Regions from separate parts of the Mus musculus genome. Here regions 1, 2, 3, 5 and 6 are each linked to region 4. The links are chromatin contacts, called in public HiChIP or PLAC-seq and promoter capture Hi-C maps. All regions are on one chromosome and are shown on one strand. The core of a region is the stretch at or near the end of the contact, and the rest is flanking DNA. Distances in the headings are between cores, read along the strand shown. Region 1 holds the start of Zmym4 (zinc finger, MYM-type 4). Region 2 overlaps Zmym4 (zinc finger, MYM-type 4). Region 3 holds the start of Zmym1 (zinc finger, MYM domain containing 1). Region 4 holds the start of 5730409E04Rik (RIKEN cDNA 5730409E04Rik gene). Region 5 overlaps Zmym4 (zinc finger, MYM-type 4). Region 6 has its middle 16 kb from the start of Sfpq.

Region 1 (2,741 bases), core at 169-2,668, 360 kb before region 4:
CTAGGATATGAAAAAAAAAACATTATCTGGCAGAAGTGAACATGTTTCTTTTTGTTCTACCCATAAGTGAAACAAAAGATAACAGGCCCAAGGGAGAATCAAGGACCAGCATGGAAACTTTCAGCCATTTCAGTGTTCAGCCAATGTTCCTGGGTTCAAAGAGCTACTGACTTACACACAGAAGTACAGCTGTAGAGCAACTTTCACCCTGTGAGCAGAGGAGCTCTGGGTCCCCTTGTATTGCCATGGAGAATAACAACTCTTCAGAGACTTAAACATTTTTTTTAATTAGTTCTTTGGGGATTTCCTAGTATACCAGCAGTCCAAGCACTTGGTCAAGGCAGGAAGACCAGCAGTTTCAGGCCACTCTGGGTTACATAGCAACCTAGCTCCAACCAACCCAACTCCAACCAATCCAACTCCAACCAACCCAACTCCAACCAACCTAAACTAATTTCCTTGTATTTTTTACTATATGTCTGTCTGTTGTGCCTATGTCTTCATTAAGAATCCAAGAGGGGACTTCAGCTCTCATTATCTTTGGCTTCGTTGTGCTTCAGGGAAGATAGTGCCTACCCTTGGATTTCCTGCCTTGACAGTTCAAGCTCCTATTCTTTAAGTCAGACCCTCAAATTCCTTCAGTGGAGGCAAATGATGGCACACAGCAGTTGCAGGTCATCACCATGAAACTTCTCAGGAGAGCAGCCATGTTCTTGAACTATCAAGACTCTTGACATTTTATGTTCTTTTGCCTTGACGACAGTTTTGTGTGTTCAGAATCCTGGAGGAATGCAATTCCAGACTGTGTTCTAGCTCCTCACCAGCCACTCGATATCTTGAGGTAAATTAATTTATTTCAAATGACCATACTGGCAATGTTAACTTTGAAAGCAATGGAGTAGATGGTTTCTAAGATCCTTTTTCATTTTAGTATTCTAATGGCAAGCAGGTATTGAGGAAATTGTCTTCAGTTATTGGTTCTGCCTTCAACACTACCAGTGGATCTGGTTTTAAGGTTGGAAGTTGTTCCTTGAGAGTCGACGCCCTTTACTTGACAAGCTGTTGGTTTCTCCTTCAGATAACAGTCTTGTTTTCTTCTTGGTTGGGATTCTTCATGTTCATAGGGTCACTGAGAACTTTGGCTCATCAGGGTTCTCTCCTTTTGGCAATATCTCTGTAGTCAGGTGTAGGGTGGTGATGTGAACCCCTCACTGACATTTCACCAGATAGTCCTTCCATTAAGATCTTTCATTCTGACATCATCCCTTCGTCATGGTCCCTTTAAGGGAGCGGCCATAGTTGAGTGGTGGGAGCAGCTGCTGGCAGCAAAGAGACTAACAGGATTAGGCCTAGCCTGGGCCACTCACCGCGCACGCTCAGGACCGGGGGCTTGGTGGGAAAGGGAGGAGGGGCTTGTGGCGCGCCTGCGCATCAGGGGCGCGCGCAAGGGGCTGGTTTGGAGATCCCTTTAAGAAAACCACTGGCGGAGGAATTTCTCTGAGAGAAAATAATCCTCCTCACGGGGCCCCTTGGAGGCCATTAACCCCCCGAGTCCCGGCCCCCCTGCCCCGGCAGGCCCTTGCGCCCACGCGCCCGCCCGTGGGACCCCAGGAGCTGCGGCTAAGCGCGCGGGCCTCCGCCCCCCTCGTCACTCCCGCGCCAGGCCCGGCGGGGGCCGAGGGGGACCGAACCGCAGCGGGTGAAGCGCCGGTGTCTGCAGTGTGGGCGGGGGCCGAGAGGGGCCGCGGCCGCCGCGCCGGGAGCCGCCGCGGTTCCGAGCGGGGCCCAACATGGCGGAGCGGGAGGTGGAGACCGGCCCCCGAAAGAGGGTAGGTGAGGTGAGGCCGCGGGCCGTCTGCGGGCTGCGGGCTGCGGGCAGGCGGGCGGGCGGGCGGGCGGGGGGCGGGGCGCGGCCGGCCCCGAGCAGCCCGGAGCTCACGGGTGGCGCGGTGGTCGACGGCCGGAGGGAGGGGCGGCCCGAGGCGGCACCGGGGTCCCCTCGGCAGGTGGGACAAAGCTCGGTGGCCGGCGGGGAGGGGGAGGGGCGGGGGCCGTGGTCCGCTTGGCTCCCCTCCCTTTGCCGGCGTGTGGGTGGTGGTGCGTATTCGGGGGGGGGGGGAGCCTGGGAGACGCAAGGTGTCAGACTCCGCTTCTGCATCCTCGAGGAAAAGGGAGTCTATGGAAGTTTCTCTGGGGAGAGGTCAGGTGGGGGTAGAGGTGGCGGGAAGAAGTCGTGGAGGATTGGTCGTTTCCTGAGGAGTAACCGGGAGGGTGCTGCGGGAACCCCGGAGCCAATTCATCTTCCTGCCTCCACTCCCCTCCCCCTTGACCGTTATCAAGCCCCAAAGTGGACATGGTGCTCTCTTCACCTTAGAAGAAGTGGGGTTGTCGTCTTGAAGTTGGGGGAATGTGTTCTGATAGCCACGGATGTGTTATAGTCTAGCATTCTTTACCTGCAGTTAGTAACGTGGAAGAGTGACAAGTTTTGTCCTTAGGATGTACCCAGCCAGCCTTGCCTGCCCTAGGTAAAGCCTTGTCTACACAGGAGTTGTAAGCCGTTTAAAAGTTTGTCTTGAAACTTTTTTTATTTTTAATTTAGTTGTGATTCATTTTCTTCAGATGGAGAACAATACTATCCACTGAGTAATGTTTTTCAAGGCTTTTTTTTTAAACTTCCCCTCACCCAGCATGTTAAGCATCAAGTTTGTTAAGTTTCCTATCAGGAGTTTTCCTTTTGGAAA
Region 2 (2,700 bases), core at 107-2,606, 330 kb before region 4:
CCTTTAATCCTAGTACTTAGGAGGCAGAGGTAGGCAGATCTTTGTGAGTTTGAGGCCAAGCTGGTCTACAAATGATTCCAGGACAAGCACCCTGTCTTGTTTTTGTTTGTTTGTTTGTTTTTGTTTTTTGGTTTTTCGAGACAGGGTTTCTCTGTATAGCCCTGGATGTCCTGGAACTTACTTTGTATACCAGGCTAGCCTTGAACTCAGAAACTCAGAACTGCTTGCCTCTGCCTCCCAAGTGCTGGGATTAAAGGTGTGTGCCACCACGCTCGGCTACCCTGTCTTGTAAAACAGAAAAACATAAGAAAGAGAGAGAGAGAGAGAGAGAGAGAGAGAGAGAGAGAGAGAGAGAGAGAGAGAGAGAAAGAAAGAAAGAAAATAAATTGAGGTGATCTATTAAATATTGACACTGTGTCAACAACTACAGAAACTGATAATGGTTAATACTTATGTACCACTAGTGAATAAATGTCTATTCACCCCAGATAGAGAACTGGTGATAGTCTGCAAATGGATACCACCAGTCTTAACTTAGAGCATGAATTTTCCTTTCTGTCTGTCTGTCCATCCATCCATCCATCCATCCATCACCTAACAAATGAATTGTCTTCTTCCCTCCCTCCCTCCCTCCCTCCCTCCCTCTCTCCCTCCCTCCCTCCCTTTTCAGCAGAAATGGTATTCTCAACATCCTACCCCAGCGTGGGTGACACTCAAGGTCACCTGGAGCTCACTTCAGTGCTTGTAAGCAAGCCCCTCAGTAGGTAGAAAGTTTGTTTTGTTTTGTTTCCAGGCAGCCTGGCTAGTTTCTGTTTTTTCTTTTTTGGTTTTTCGAGACAGGGCTTCTCTGTGTAGCCCTGGCTGTCCTGCAGCTCACTCTGTAGACCAGGCTGGCCTCGAACTCAGAAATCTGCCTGCCTCTGCCTCCTGAGTGCTGGGATTAAAGGCATGCGCCACCACTGCCCAGCAAGAGTAGTTCTTATGCTTACCGTGAGGTAGAGAGTAGGGGTCTAGTATATCTGATGTGTTTTAGGGATTTGATGAAGCTCCTGAATTGTTAACTTCCCCAGTACAGAGACTCCATTTAGAACATCTTGAGTCTTCACTTCTCTGTAGAGACCAGAGAGATGTTCTCTAATTAAAATATCCTGTGCCTCTCATCTCCATGGGTAACTAAATTCCAGTGCACCCTCCCCACCCACCTCTGTAATTCAAACAGTGAGACTGAATGTTTTAGGACATTGTTATACAATAACACTCTTTAAAATATTTCATAGTAAGCTGAGCAGTGGTGGTGCACACTTTTAATCCTAGCAGGTCACCATGAGTGCAAGCAAGGTCAGCAGCCTGGTTTACAGAGTGAATTCTAGTATAGCCAAGGTTATACAGAGAAACTCTGTCTCAAAAAAACAAAAGGCACTGGGCGGTGGTGGGGCACGCCTTTAATCCCAGCACTTGGGAGGCAGAGGCAGGCAGATTTCTGAGTTCGAGGCCAGCCTGGTCTACAGAGTGAGTTCCAGGACAACCAGGACTGCACAGAGAAAACCTGTCTCGAAAAACCAAACAACAACAACAACAAACAAAAGGCAAACAAACAAAACAAAAAAAAACTTCTTAGTAACTTAATTTTATTTCTGTTCAGTAACTTATTCAAGTCAGTTTCTTTAAAAGTGTATTTTTTATTTTACTACTACTACTACTACTACTACTACTACTACTACTAGTACTGCTATTGCTACTGCTACTACTACTACTACTACTACTACTACTACTACTACTACTACTACTACTTTTGAGATTAATTATTTCTACATAGTCCTGGGTGTCTGGAAGTCACTGTATATACTGGGCTGGCCTCAAACTCATAGAGATCCATCTGTCTCTACATACTGTATGTGTATGGGACATATGCATCCCATACTGTATGTGTTTGGGATGTATGCATTGTGAATATAGGTGACCAGAGAGGTCAGATACTTAGATCCTCTGTAGTTACAGACTGTGTGAGCCACCTGACTTAGGTACTAGGAACTAAACCCTGGACCTGTGCAAATGCACTTAACCACTGAGACATTGCTTAGTTCCTTTAACCACTGAGACATGCTTAGTTCCTTTTAGTTCTTTGGTTTTGCAAGTTGAATTCTTTGCAATTCAGAAATAGGTGTAAATGCTAGGTCAGTGTTTGGGATGCTGAAGCAGGAGGACTATAAGTTATAAAGGTCTGCCTGTACTACATAGTGTGCTGCAGTCCGACTAGAACTGTAGTATGAGTAAACTATCTCAAAAAAAAAAAAAAAACCAAACAAACTTGGGGCTTAAGAGATGGCTCAGCTCTTGAAAGTCCTTGATATTTCCCAGAGGAGTTGGGTTTGGTTTCCAGCACCCTCTCCGGCATCTATGAATATGCACAGCACACATATGTACACATAGGCAAACAACCTGTAAACATATAATTGAGGAGATAAATGCTTTTGATTTTTCAAGATATGTTTTTTCCATGTAGCACTGTCTGACTTGGAACTTTCTCTGTAGACCAGGCTAGCCTCAAACTCACAGATCGGCCTGCCTCTGTCTCCCAAGTGCTGGGATTATAGGCATGAGCCAGCACTACCTGGCTAGAAACTTTTTTTTTTTTTTTTTTTTTTTTTTTGGTGACAGGGTTTCTCTGTATAGCCCTGGCTGTCCTGGAACTCACTCTGT
Region 3 (2,915 bases), core at 61-2,560, 450 kb before region 4:
GGAAGGAAGGAAGGAAGGAAGGAAGGAAGGAAGGAAGGAAGGAAGAGGTGAGAGCCAGTCTTGGAGGGCAGAGAATCTCTGAATTTGAGGCCAGCCTGGTCTATAGAGTGAGTTCCAGGACAACCAGGGATACACAGAGAAACAGTGTCTCAAAAAAAAAAAAAGAAAAGAAAAGAAAGGAAGGAAGGAAGGAAAGAGAGAGAGAGAGAGAGAGAGAGAGAGAGAGAGAGAGAAAGAAAGAAAGAAAGAAAGAAAGAAAGAAAGAAAGAAAGAAAGAAAGAAAGAGAGAGAAAAGATAGATGGAAGTTATGGTCAAAGACAAGATGAATAGATCATTAAACTTTATATTTTTCTTTACTATTAAGACTTAGAAGCCGGGCGTGGTGGCACACGCCTTTAATCCTAGCACTCCGGAGGCAGAGGCAGGTGGATTTCTGAGTTCGAGGCCAGCCTGGTCTACAAAGTGAGTTCCAAGACAGTCAAGGCTATAGAGAAACCCTATCTCGAAAAACCAAAAAAAAAAAACAAAAAAACTTAGAAATAATCAAAATGATCTGCTCCCTCCTTAATTCTTTAGCTATACCCATCTGTCCCTACTTTTTCATTCCTCTTTTTCTGAGACTATTTACAACCATGTTTTTAAAGTTGTAACTCAACATCTGAGTCACTAATGTTGCATTAGCCCTTAATTTTATTTATGTATGCATGTATGTATTTATTGTGTTTATGTGCACATTGCGGAGGTCAAGGAGCAATTTGCAGGTATCTGTTCTCTTCTTCCACTAAATGGATTCCAGTGACAGAACCCTGCTAGTCAGACTTTGCGGTAAACTCCTTAATAGGCTCTGTCATCTCGTTGCTCTGTCTCAATCCCCCAGCTTTTGTTGTTCCGTTTGTAAAATAAGGTTGGTTTTGAATTTTTAACCACACACCTTCATCTTACAGGCCTGTGCCCCCTCACTCCTGCCTTTAAGGACCCAAATATGCCCATGTGATGACATATTCCCTTAATACCAGAACTAGGGAGGCAGAGTCAGGAGAACCTCTCTAAGTTCAAGACCAGCTTGGTCTGCATAGTGAGTTCCGGGACAGTCAGGGGTACATAAGTGAGACCCTGTCTTAAAACAAAAAAAAACAAAAAACAAAACAAAACAAAAAACGAAAAACGGGCAGCTAAGGTGACATTAAGGATAGCCTAAAACTAAACCCCCCTGACCCGCCCCGTCAACCTCTCCTGCTTAGTCCATCCCCCGCCTCCGCGCCCCAGGCGGACCGCGGTGCGCATGCTCAGCCGCAAAGGCCTCCGGGAGAGGGGCGGAGCCGGCGGGGTTGTTTGCACGGCAAAATGCGAGTGGGCGCTTCCCGCCGCTGAGTTGGAGACAGATCAGCCATCCTCGTGGAGCCGCTCAGGCCCGCTTTTCCAGAGAGAGGCGGCATTTCTCCCGTCCTGAGGAGGGTGACGCGACAGGTAGGAAGACCACAGTGTCAGGAGAGTCGTGCCCCCGGCCTCCAGGCTTCTTAGCGTCCTGGCCTCTGTGCGGTGACTGAGCTTGGTGCGTTTGGTCTCTTGCGGCTTCTTTCTGTAACTGCCTTCCGTTACACCTGTGGCTCTCTTTCCATTAAGCAGTGTATTTTTCAGACATAAACAGATTGGGTGTGTTGGCCCTTGCCTTTAATCCCATCACACGAGTGGCAGGGGGTTCTCTGAGTTCGAAGCCAGGCTGTTCTATAAAGTCTGTTCTAGGCCAATCAGTGCTACTTAATGAGACCTGGATTCAAAAAACAAAAACATCGGGCTGGAGAGAGATAGAAGCAAATAGTTTTATCTGTAGAGTTCTGTGAGTGAAATTTGCAGGTTAGCGCTGGCGGTGGCTGCCCATTTTTCTAATCCTGGCAGGGAGGCAGAGGCCATTGGATCTCTTAGTCTACAGTGCTAGTTAGAGGACCTTGAACATTGTTACTTGTTACATTGTTACTTCCAAATATTTCCAAGGAACTTTTCTTTTTTTAAGATTTATTATATGTAAGTACACTGTAGCTGTCCTTAGATACTCCATAAGAGGGCATCAGATTTCGTTATGGATGGTTGTGAGCCACCATGTGGTTGCTGGGATTTGAACTCAGGACCTTTGGAAGAGCAGTCGGCGCTCTTAACCACTGAGCCATCTCGCCAGCCCCCCAAGTAACATATTTGGACTGTGGTTCATTGCTGGTAACTCATACCAATAGTAAGAGATTACTGTACATTTGTTTGTTTGTTTGTTTGTTTGTTTGTTTTGGCTCTGGGGATGGTTGAAACTGGCTATCATGTTGCTCACAGTTACCTTGAACTCCTGATCTTTCTTCCTCTGACTTCCAAGCTCTCCTATTTTGGGATTTTTTTTTTTTTTTTTTTGAAATGTAAGGAGACTCTGTGAAGAAGAAAAGGGCAAGTGAGATGGCTCAGAGGGTAAAGATTCTTGCCCCCAAATCCGATAACCTGTTTGATCGCCAGGCCCTACATGGTATGAGGAGAGAATGAACTACCATAGGTTGTCTTGATATGTGTGTTTCTACCACCCCGAAACAAATAAATAAATGCAACTTAAAATTCCTATGTTGAGAACCCGGAAAAATGGCTTGGTGAGTAAAGGTGTTTGCAGTCAAGCCTGCCAGCCTGAGATTAATGGCCAAGACTGACTTCTCCACACATGCCATGCATCATGAGTACAGTCCCTTACAAGCATGCACACTTCCAGTGGTAATTAATGTAACTGTTAGAACTTTTACTTAATTATATGTGTATGCGTCTATGTGAATTTCAGCACACCACATGTATTCAAGAGCTGGAGGAGGCCAGAAGCTGGGGTTAAATCTCTTGAAACTGGAGTTACAGGTGCTGGGAACTGAACCCAGGTCCTCTGTAAGAGCAACAA
Region 4 (2,700 bases), core at 182-2,681:
CCCTCCTCCCATGCCCACCTCACTGTCCACATTTTGACAAACTCTCCTTTGGCCCTGGTCATTTTGACCTGGGTGATTGCCACAGCCTTTCCACTGACCCTCGTTCAATTAAAAATATAAATTTAGGAGCTGGAGATATGGCTCAGCAGTTAAGAGCACTGGTTGCTCTTCCAGAGGACCCATGTTCCCAAGTCAGATGGTTTACAACTGTAGGCATCGCTGGCTTCACACCAGCCCCCACCCCCCAGCCTCTCTGTTCACCCACATGCATGCATGCATACATACACATGCACACACACAGATATGCTAATATTTTTTTTTAAAAAAGATGTCCTGTTAAATAACAAATAATACTTGTAAAAGGAACATATGTCTACATCTATACAGATGTATAGATATAGACAGGTATATTTCATAAGTCCACAGAAAACCACAAACATTTCCATGATGTCTCATAACAGTAGCAAAATTACAGTTATGAAATAGGAACAAAAGCTAAGTGGTGGCGGCGCACGCCTTTAATCTCAGCGCTTGGGAGGCAGAGGCAGGCGGATCTCATGAGATTGAGACCACCCTGGTCTACAGAGCGAGTTCCAGGATAGCAAGAGCTACACAGAGAAACCCTGTCTGGAAAACTCAGAAATCCACCTGCTTCTGCCTTCCGAGTGCTGGGATCAAAGGCGTGCGCCACCATGCCCGGCTACTGACCACATTTGTATGACTTGAAGAACTGAGGCCTCGTGAGTGAGACATACTATTAAGTCAATCAAGCAGCTACTAAGAAGGTTCCCCTATAGGGTGGCAGCGACCCTCCCCACACCCAGCAATGGGCAGAAGTCATGAAGAGAGACTGAGGTTGGGACAGATGTTTCACTCCTTTGGCTTGTGAGAAAAGGCCTGAAGACACCACCACCACCACCACCACCACCACCACCACCACCACCACCACCACCACCACCACCACCCCACCCCTCCAACTCTCTTTCCCTCTCCCTCTCTTAAAATTTGTCCTAAATCTGGCCACAAAGGAAGCTGGGGTGGGGCGGGGCTAAGGATCCAGGTTCAAAAAGTCAGTGAAATGAGTGCAGACATCCTAAGATCAGGATTTTCCCAAGTTAACCCACAGTATGGGGGCATGGGAGCGGCTGTAGCACGGGGATTGGCGGACTTGGCAGTGGTCCGAGCTCTGCGACCCTAATCTCTGCAGAGGCAGCTCCCTAACCCGCTTTCCGGCGGCTGGGCCCCAAGCCCTCCATCAGGGCCCGGACTCACGGCCTAGAGGCGCCCGCTCCTGCGGGGCTTGCTACGGTCCCTCGGGTCCTGCTCGCTGCAGGGTGGGGGATTCCTGGACCTGCGCGTGCACGCGTGGTGACGCGGCTGCTTGGTCCAGGCACAGCGGCCCTAGCCCCAGCCCGGGCTGCGGAGTCCAGCAGCGTCTGCGCGGCTGGGCGGAGCGGTCTGACCCACGTGGGCCGGTTCGGTTCTCCGCGCAGGAACTGCCTCCTCCCGCAGCTTGACCCGAGAGCCTTGTAGGTCCGGTGTCATCTCCTAACCACCCTGGCGAGGCGCCACGGATCCATTGGTTCTCCTTGCTGCAGACATGGCGACGAAATGCCTCCTTCCTGGGTTTCCCAGGGGCTCGGCAATTGGCGAGGCCGTGGTGCGGGTCTGGACCCGCTGTGGTCCTTTCTGTGCTCCAGCTCGGCACCTTTTCTGCCGAGAATTTTCAGTTCATCCCCACTTACTCTATTTTAGGATCTTTGAGCACCTTTCTGGCTTCTAGATCTGTTTTTTACTTATTATTTATTTATTATATGTAAGTACACTGTAGCTGTCTTCAGACACTCCAGAAGAGGACATCAGATCTCATTACGGGTGGTTGTGAGCCACCATGTGGTTGCTGGGATTTGAACTTTGGACCTTCGGAAGAGCAGTCGGGTGCTCTTACCCACTGAGCCATCTCACCAGCCCCTAGATCTGTTTTTTAAAAAGACCCCTTCACTGTACTGTACCTATTTGATTAAATGCTATGAGGATTTTATTGTTTGTTGTTTTGAAACAGAGACTCATTATGTAGCCCTGGCTACCCTGGAAAGCACTATGTAGACCAGGCTGGTTTCCAGTTGCACAGGGAGATCTGCCTGCTTCTGCCTCCCAAGTGCTGGGATTAAAGGCATGTCCCATCACCACCAGCCAGCTTTCTTTAAGATTTTATTTTTTATTTATGTATATGTGTTTCTCCCTCTCCTCCCCCCCCCCCATTTCTCTCTCTGTGTATATAACTAAGAAGGAGCCCCATTCCAGGTAAGTCACAGTTCAAACTATGGCTGCAGCAATCATATTTCCTGTCAAGTGGAAGAAGCCAAGTCTATGTACTAGGAGAAAAAATGATACTGACACACAGGAGCTCAAAGACAAATGGCTGACTAACATCCCAGCTTCTGCTTCCTGGGTTTCTAGTTTTGATGCCTTCCCATGAAGTTCATATCTTGCCATACCCAACCTGAGTGGAATTTATCTCACTGATAATCAAAAGATTCTTGAATTAATACACTAACACAATGAGGTACCCCTGGATTCTGATCATTCACTGCTACTGTGTAGCTGTTTGCTGTAAACTGAAGAGGGGGGCAGACGTGAGATTCGGAAGATTCTAGAAGGCCCTCTTCAAGGTAGTGGGTGATGTAAGGGGTTGCTGGG
Region 5 (2,769 bases), core at 213-2,712, 260 kb before region 4:
CCCTTGTGTTTTAACCTACAGTACAGTGCTTAGAAGCTGTGCAGGGCAGACAGGAGTAGAAAAGGCAGATGTAAGGGACAAAACCATTTCTTAGATGTGTTCTAAACTTGAACTTTCTTTACACCAGTATGTGTTCTTTCTTTTATTTTTTAGTACCTATTTGAAAATGGTAGAATAGATAACATTTTTACGGAGCCCTATTCCAGATTTATGATTGAACTTACCAAACTCTTGAAAATATGGGAACCTACAATACTTCCTAATGGTAAGGGTATTATTTTTAATTATTTTATGATATACTTGTATAAATTGATTTTTTTAAAAGTATTTCATATATTGCAATATAATCTGTTTTGATGTAATACAGTTCAGCTTTTAAGGAGAAAATCTTAGATTTATTGTTGAGCATTTTAGTAAAATGCAACTGTCAACAGTGTATGAGACTAATATACAACTCAAAACATACTCAATTATTGTTGTATTTGTAGGAATGTTTTATCTGGTAGTATCATGGAACCTACATACTGGTCACTACGGATCAACTCAGATGCGTTCCATGCACAGATGATCTTTTCAGAATGCTGGTGATCTGTGCTTGTTTTATCGTTGAATTTTTAACCAATGTTGTTAGAAAAGTCTGTGGTTCACCCCAGCTCTCAGGCTGCGACTGGAGAAGTGAGGGCGATAGCCATGACTGTGCCCTTCTCTTGAGCTCTGGAGAACCTTTGGAGCATTCTGAGCCACACACTGTTTGAGAGAAGGCTGGCAACATATATTTGGAAGTAATAAAGTCATGTTTAGGGATGATCTCCAAGAATAGAATACAGAAGCAGCAACAGAGAAGATAAAAAGAGAGCATTGGGTTAGACCTGAATGAGGGACATGAAGAATCCTCTCCAAGGAGCAGGGCAGTTTGTTAAGACCTTGACCTTTTCAATACAGATCCTAGTTAGTCCCGAGGTGCATAGGACTGTTAGTTCAAGTTAGGAATGAGAGGGAGGGCGGGAGAGTCCATCTTGCTAAAAGGTAAGCGTGATGGTCTGGGCAGTAGCTGCTTCATTTCCCATGGACCAAAGCTGACTTCGTCCTGGTTCTGTAGTCTGAGCTTTAAAAAAAAAAAAGGTTTTTAATTATTTATTTATTTACATCCTAATCCCATCTCCCTCCTCTCCTCCCTTTCACTTCCCCATCTTCGTATTTTTAAATGGTTAGAAACTTGAAAGAAAAATATTTTGTGATATGAAAATTGCATGAATTCAAATATCTATAAATAAGCCTTATTGTTGAGAGAAAGTGGCCTTCTTGGGAAAGATAAAAGAGTACAGGGTAGAGCTGGGCCGTCCCGTTGGAGTGCTGTTCTTCCTGGTGCTGCTTCTGTTTGCTGCATAGAGAAGAGGTGGGAGAGCAGTCAGCGCCTTACTGTGCTCCGCTTGTACAAGTGGAGATTACATGGCTCTCTTTGTTCTTCTCCGCCCTGTCTAGGTTACATGTTCTCCCGCATTGAAGAAGAGCATCTGTGGGAGTGCAAACAGCTGGGCGCTTACTCGCCCATTGTCCTGTTAAACACCCTCCTTTTTTTCAATACCAAATACTTCCAACTAAGGAATGTTACTGAGCACTTGAAGCTGTCCTTTGCCCACGTGATGCGCCGGACCAGGACTCTGAAGTACAGCACCAAGATGACGTACCTGAGGTTCTTCCCGCCTTTACAGAAGCCGGAGTCAGAGCCAGGTGTGCTGTTGGTAGATGAGGTTTCTGTTTGAAGTGCAAAGATGGTTATCACTGAAGGTCATGGAGGGCACACTGAAACTTCTTTAACGTTTTAATATTTTTCTGTTTCTGAGTATGTTACAAGCTCTCAAAATAGGAGACTTTTTGGTTCATTTTAATTTTATTAACTTAAGTTAGAAATGCTGACTTAATTGTATAGTGCCGGGATGGCGAGATGGTTCAGAGGTTCAGAGCACTGTCTGCTCTTCCAGAGGTCCTGAGTTCAAATCCCAACAACCACATGGTAGCTCACAACCATCTGTAATGAGATCTGGTACCCTCTTATGGTGTGTAGGCATACGTGCAGACAGAACATTGTATATATAATAAATAAATAAAAATTTTTAAAAATATTGTGTAGTGTTTCCCCCTCCCCACCCCCCGATTTAGTTGGGTAGATTCCCAAATAATCTACATTTAAAACTTACCAGAGTATTTAAATCTGTAACCATGGTGATAAGCTCACTATTTCCAGCTATCAGTCAACAATTAACAGTTAAAAGAAACATGCTTAGCTTTAATCTATTGGACTTTTTGTTTTTTACAGGAGCATCTTGATTTGGTTAGCATCTTTTAGTCAGTTCTAAAATTCTGAAATAACTCAGAAGCCGACCTAAAGTAGGCCGTTATTAGTACTGTAGACCTGGGTCAGTAGTAGCAGCTTCAGTAAGTGGATTATGGTCATGTATTTCAGAAAGAGACTAAATGACTCCATGTCTTCAGTATCTGAAAAATCCTGCTATTCTAGAACTAAAAATTAAACTTTTGGTTTATGTTTGGTTTTGTTTGTTTGTTTGTTTGTTTTGTTTTTTTCCAGACAGGGTTTCTCTGTGTAGCCCTGGCTGTCCTGGAACTCTGTAGACCAGGCTGGCCTTGAACTCAGAAATCCGCCTGCTTCCCAAGTGCTGGGATTAAAGGCGTGCGCCACCACCACCCAGCGGTTTTGGTTTTTTTAAAACCTTACTATATAGTAGCTCAGGCTATCCTTGACCTCAGTCC
Region 6 (2,700 bases), core at 178-2,677, 400 kb before region 4:
GAAAGAAAGAAAGAAAACCTGTGTCAAAGGAAAGAAAGAAAAGAAAAGATAAATTTGGAGCTGGAGAGATTGCTCAGCAGTTAAGAGCAGACTGCTTTTCCAGAGATCCTGCATTCAATTCCCAGCAACCACATAGTAGCTCACAACCACCTACAGTGGGACCTGATGCCCTCTTCTGGTGTGTCTGAAAACAGCTACAGAGTACTTATGTAAAATAAAAAAATTCAAACCCTAAGTTATGAGTCTCACTTTATATTTTTTATGTCAATCATGTGTATATGTGCATGTCTGTGTGCTGGTGTGTAGGTATTTGCATGTGAATGTCGGTGCCTGAGGAGATGGAGTTCCAGGGAGTTTTTCCCATGCTTGACCCTGGTGCTGGGGAATCATCAGGAAGAACAAATACATGCTCTTAACCCATGAGCCATCCCCAGCCTAACTTCACTTTCTCCAACACTAAGACTGAAGCTAGGTCCTCCTACATGCTGGGCAACTGTTGTGCCTTCTATATAGCCTCTGCCTTCTTTTTACTTCTTGAGACGGACGCACTAAGCCCTGGTTGGGCATGAACTCATCCTGTAGCCAAAGTGTGACTTTGAATTTTAACAGTCTTTCCGAAGGTGCGATAATTAAAGGACCGACTGTTCTTCCTTCCGTTTGTTTCCCTCACCTCACAACAATGGCGACCGTAAGTAACTCCCTCACAGCGTTATTGTGAAGGCTAGACGCTAATAGTTTTAGGAAAGGCTGTGGTCCCCAGGCCTAGGGAATTTTAGGTACTCAACAGATGAGTTCTAAATGCAGCATCTCCCTTCTCTTGGCGCTCATACTAATAAAGAAATGAGAAGACAGATTCAGAATCGGTTTTTCCATCATCTGAAAAATGCTCACGCACGAAGACTCCGGGTAAGTATAAGTCCTGTTGTTGCCTGTGTTCAAGGCAAGGCAGTGTTAGCTGAAGAGAGCATCTAAATGAGTTACTCTGGGGTTGCATTAAGCCTCTCTGTTGTTCCAGCATAATGGATGACTTACACAATGTAATCTTTAGAGTTAGTTGTTCCAGGCAAATTACTCAGGTGAGTGACCGTGGGCAGGCGTTTCTTCCCGAACCCCACACTCTTTCACGGCCTGGATTAATTGCATCTCTTTCCTCGCCAGCATCTTTGCGAATCCCTCCCACAGACCCAGGCTGCCCACCGGCCTCAGGATTGATGGCGGACAGCAGGGAGGGGCCGAGTACAAAAAGAGGGGGTTGAATTATTCTAAACAAACACAAATCTAAGAGGGCAGAGGTAAAAGAAGACCGAGGAGGGAAAGAAAGAGTGTTAAGTGGGTTTTCCGGAAAAGATCCCCAAAGAGGTTTGGCTTGCAGCCCCGCGAGCCAACCTCCGCCCCTCCCCCAAGCCTTCTTCCCAGTGCTGAATTTTAGAGCGAGTGAGCCACGTGCTGGCTGCCTGCTCAGCGCCCTAGGGGAGAGGATTCGAGCGAGCTGGAGGATCTGCCTGCTCAGGCTGCTTTGCACAATTGGCCACAGTGCTTTGGTAAGAGCTGATTCCTCTAGGTGCTCATGTCCTGAAACTCTGAGCAGCGTCTTTGTAAAACCAGACTGAATACAAGCACATCACCTATCCCTTTGGGGTCACAGTTTCTACTCTGCCGGTTCCCTCCCTCATCAGGGACCAGAAGCAAGTGGCCTCTCTTCTATCTTTTCTTGCAATCCCTCTCTTTAAAGGAAATTACCACAGTCGCATAAATCTGTAACTTTTGATCCTAGATAAACTGTGGGGAGAAGCGTACCTGGCTGTTGCCAGGTAACTGGGATGGAGCTTAGACAGAATGCTAACACAAAATCATTGTAAGGGTCCTTGATTCCCTAAACAATGACACCCCAGACTCAAATAAAGGCAGCAAAGAGTGTTTTATTCTGCTGAAGTCCAGCATGCTGGGGTCTCTCCATTACCAAGATAGAGAAACAACCAAGTGAGCTTGCAGACCTGATTTAAAGCACATTAGAGGGTTCTGTGATAGTGGACCTTTATGTTAATCGGCTGGGTCATTTCTGTAGACATTCCATTACCAGGTTGTGGGGGCTGGAAACTTGCTGGAGAGGTCTGGAAACTGTTGCTGAGGAAGCAGCTGAGGAAGTCTGGAAACTGCTGCTGACCCATTGTCCTTGCCTCAGGCTAGGTGGTGGGGCAGCTTCTGAGGCCTGGACTTGCCTGGAATTGTCCAGTTCTTGAAAACAGCGATTTAGGCAGAGTCTCCTTAATTGTCAATTTGAAACCTGTCGTGGAATCAGCCTGGCCCTTCTCACCTTTAAATCTAAAACAGTAATACTTCTAATCTTTTACTTGATGTTTTAACCAATTCCATAAAAAAAATTCCTTTGGGCTGTTCTCTATCTTCTCAAGGAATTGCCTATACCCGATTTCTTTAAAACAAAACAAAACAAAACATCCTGGGCTGGAGAGATGACTCAGTGGTTAAGAGCACTGACTGCTCTTCCAGAGGTCCTGAGTTCAATTCCCAGCAACCACTTGGTGGCTCCCCACCATCTGCAATGGGATCAGATGCCCTCTTCTGGTGTGTATGAAGATAGTGACAGTATATATATATTTTATATATATATAAAATCTTTAAAAAATACCAAAAAAAAACAAACAAAGCAGACAAAGATGTCTTATGAATAATTACAAACTT

Evidence for each region. Promoter capture Hi-C pulls out the DNA fragments that hold promoters and counts their contacts. HiChIP or PLAC-seq counts read pairs in DNA pulled down with a chosen protein or histone mark.
Region 1: a promoter capture Hi-C map of embryonic stem cells shows a contact between it and region 4, with 2.8 times the contacts expected there. The contact joins the promoter of Zmym4 here to the promoter of 5730409E04Rik in region 4. A contact is called at or near these places in 11 of 39 promoter capture datasets (the 3T3-L1 cell line, the C10 cell line, embryonic stem cells and 4 more), 8 of 484 Hi-C or Micro-C datasets (CD4 T cells, the G1E-ER4 cell line, embryonic stem cells and 3 more), 8 of 115 datasets of contacts at active chromatin or transcription factors (bone marrow-derived macrophages, embryonic forebrain, embryonic stem cells and 3 more) and 5 of 9 other capture datasets (adipose tissue, embryonic stem cells, liver and 2 more).
Region 2: an H3K27ac HiChIP or PLAC-seq map of embryonic stem cells shows a contact between it and region 4, with 2.8 times the contacts expected there. The contact joins the enhancer-like site here to the promoter of 5730409E04Rik in region 4. A contact is called at or near these places in 8 of 39 promoter capture datasets (embryonic stem cells, frontonasal cranial neural crest, hematopoietic stem and progenitor cells and 4 more), 1 of 484 Hi-C or Micro-C datasets (nephron progenitors), 2 of 115 datasets of contacts at active chromatin or transcription factors (embryonic midbrain and embryonic stem cells) and 1 of 9 other capture datasets (embryonic stem cells).
Region 3: a FOXA1 HiChIP or PLAC-seq map of pancreatic cancer cells shows a contact between it and region 4. The contact joins the promoter of Zmym1 here to the promoter of 5730409E04Rik in region 4. A contact is called at or near these places in 1 of 484 Hi-C or Micro-C datasets (embryonic stem cells), 1 of 115 datasets of contacts at active chromatin or transcription factors (pancreatic cancer cells) and 1 of 9 other capture datasets (embryonic stem cells).
Region 5: an H3K27ac HiChIP or PLAC-seq map of embryonic stem cells shows a contact between it and region 4, with 3 times the contacts expected there. The contact joins the enhancer-like site here to the promoter of 5730409E04Rik in region 4. A contact is called at or near these places in 20 of 39 promoter capture datasets (the 3T3-L1 cell line, 3T3-L1-derived adipocytes, the C10 cell line and 13 more), 1 of 15 datasets of contacts at CTCF or cohesin (stem cell-derived epiblast-like cells), 9 of 484 Hi-C or Micro-C datasets (the C2C12 cell line, the G1E-ER4 cell line, bone marrow-derived macrophages and 3 more), 18 of 115 datasets of contacts at active chromatin or transcription factors (T-cell acute lymphoblastic leukemia, bone marrow-derived macrophages, cardiomyocytes and 12 more) and 4 of 9 other capture datasets (adipose tissue, embryonic stem cells, liver and 1 more).
Region 6: an H3K27ac HiChIP or PLAC-seq map of embryonic stem cells shows a contact between it and region 4, with 2.4 times the contacts expected there. The contact joins the enhancer-like site here to the promoter of 5730409E04Rik in region 4. A contact is called at or near these places in 2 of 15 datasets of contacts at CTCF or cohesin (embryonic stem cells and large pre-B cells), 7 of 484 Hi-C or Micro-C datasets (the G1E-ER4 cell line, the HL-1 cell line and embryonic stem cells), 7 of 115 datasets of contacts at active chromatin or transcription factors (bone marrow-derived macrophages, embryonic midbrain, embryonic stem cells and 2 more) and 1 of 9 other capture datasets (adipose tissue).

The regions. Positions count from the first base shown.
Region 1 is chr4:126,966,904-126,969,644 of GRCm38.p6, reverse strand. It overlaps Zmym4 (zinc finger, MYM-type 4), which reads left to right and starts at 1,418. Exons shown (of 30, transcript NM_001114399.2): 1 at 1,418-1,829. The coding sequence starts at 1,791.
Region 2 is chr4:126,941,652-126,944,351 of GRCm38.p6, reverse strand. All of the region lies in intron 2 of Zmym4 (zinc finger, MYM-type 4), which reads left to right. Among named protein-coding and RNA genes, the nearest start is that of Zmym4, 25 kb to the left of the region's middle. Within about 2 kb of position 1,356, at least 7 of the 459 cell types and tissues checked have an H3K27ac peak or open chromatin away from gene starts, as enhancers often do. A contact at or near this core is called in embryonic stem cells, where this site is marked.
Region 3 is chr4:127,059,549-127,062,463 of GRCm38.p6, reverse strand. It overlaps Zmym1 (zinc finger, MYM domain containing 1), which reads left to right and starts at 1,310. Exons shown (of 8, transcript NM_026670.5): 1 at 1,310-1,468; 2 at 2,805-2,915.
Region 4 is chr4:126,608,585-126,611,284 of GRCm38.p6, reverse strand. 5730409E04Rik (RIKEN cDNA 5730409E04Rik gene) reads right to left here and starts at 1,431. Exons shown (of 2, transcript NM_001145950.1): 1 at 1,273-1,431.
Region 5 is chr4:126,867,679-126,870,447 of GRCm38.p6, reverse strand. It overlaps Zmym4 (zinc finger, MYM-type 4), which reads left to right. Exons shown (of 30, transcript NM_001114399.2): 27 at 154-265; 28 at 1,483-1,731. It also overlaps a transcript of AU040320 not described here. Among named protein-coding and RNA genes, the nearest start is that of Gm25604, 8.0 kb to the right of the region's middle. Within about 2 kb of position 1,462, at least 6 of the 459 cell types and tissues checked have an H3K27ac peak or open chromatin away from gene starts, as enhancers often do. A contact at or near this core is called in embryonic stem cells, where this site is marked.
Region 6 is chr4:127,004,023-127,006,722 of GRCm38.p6, reverse strand. No RefSeq gene overlaps it. Among named protein-coding and RNA genes, the nearest start is that of Sfpq, 16 kb to the left of the region's middle. Within about 2 kb of position 1,427, at least 68 of the 459 cell types and tissues checked have an H3K27ac peak or open chromatin away from gene starts, as enhancers often do. A contact at or near this core is called in embryonic stem cells, where this site is marked.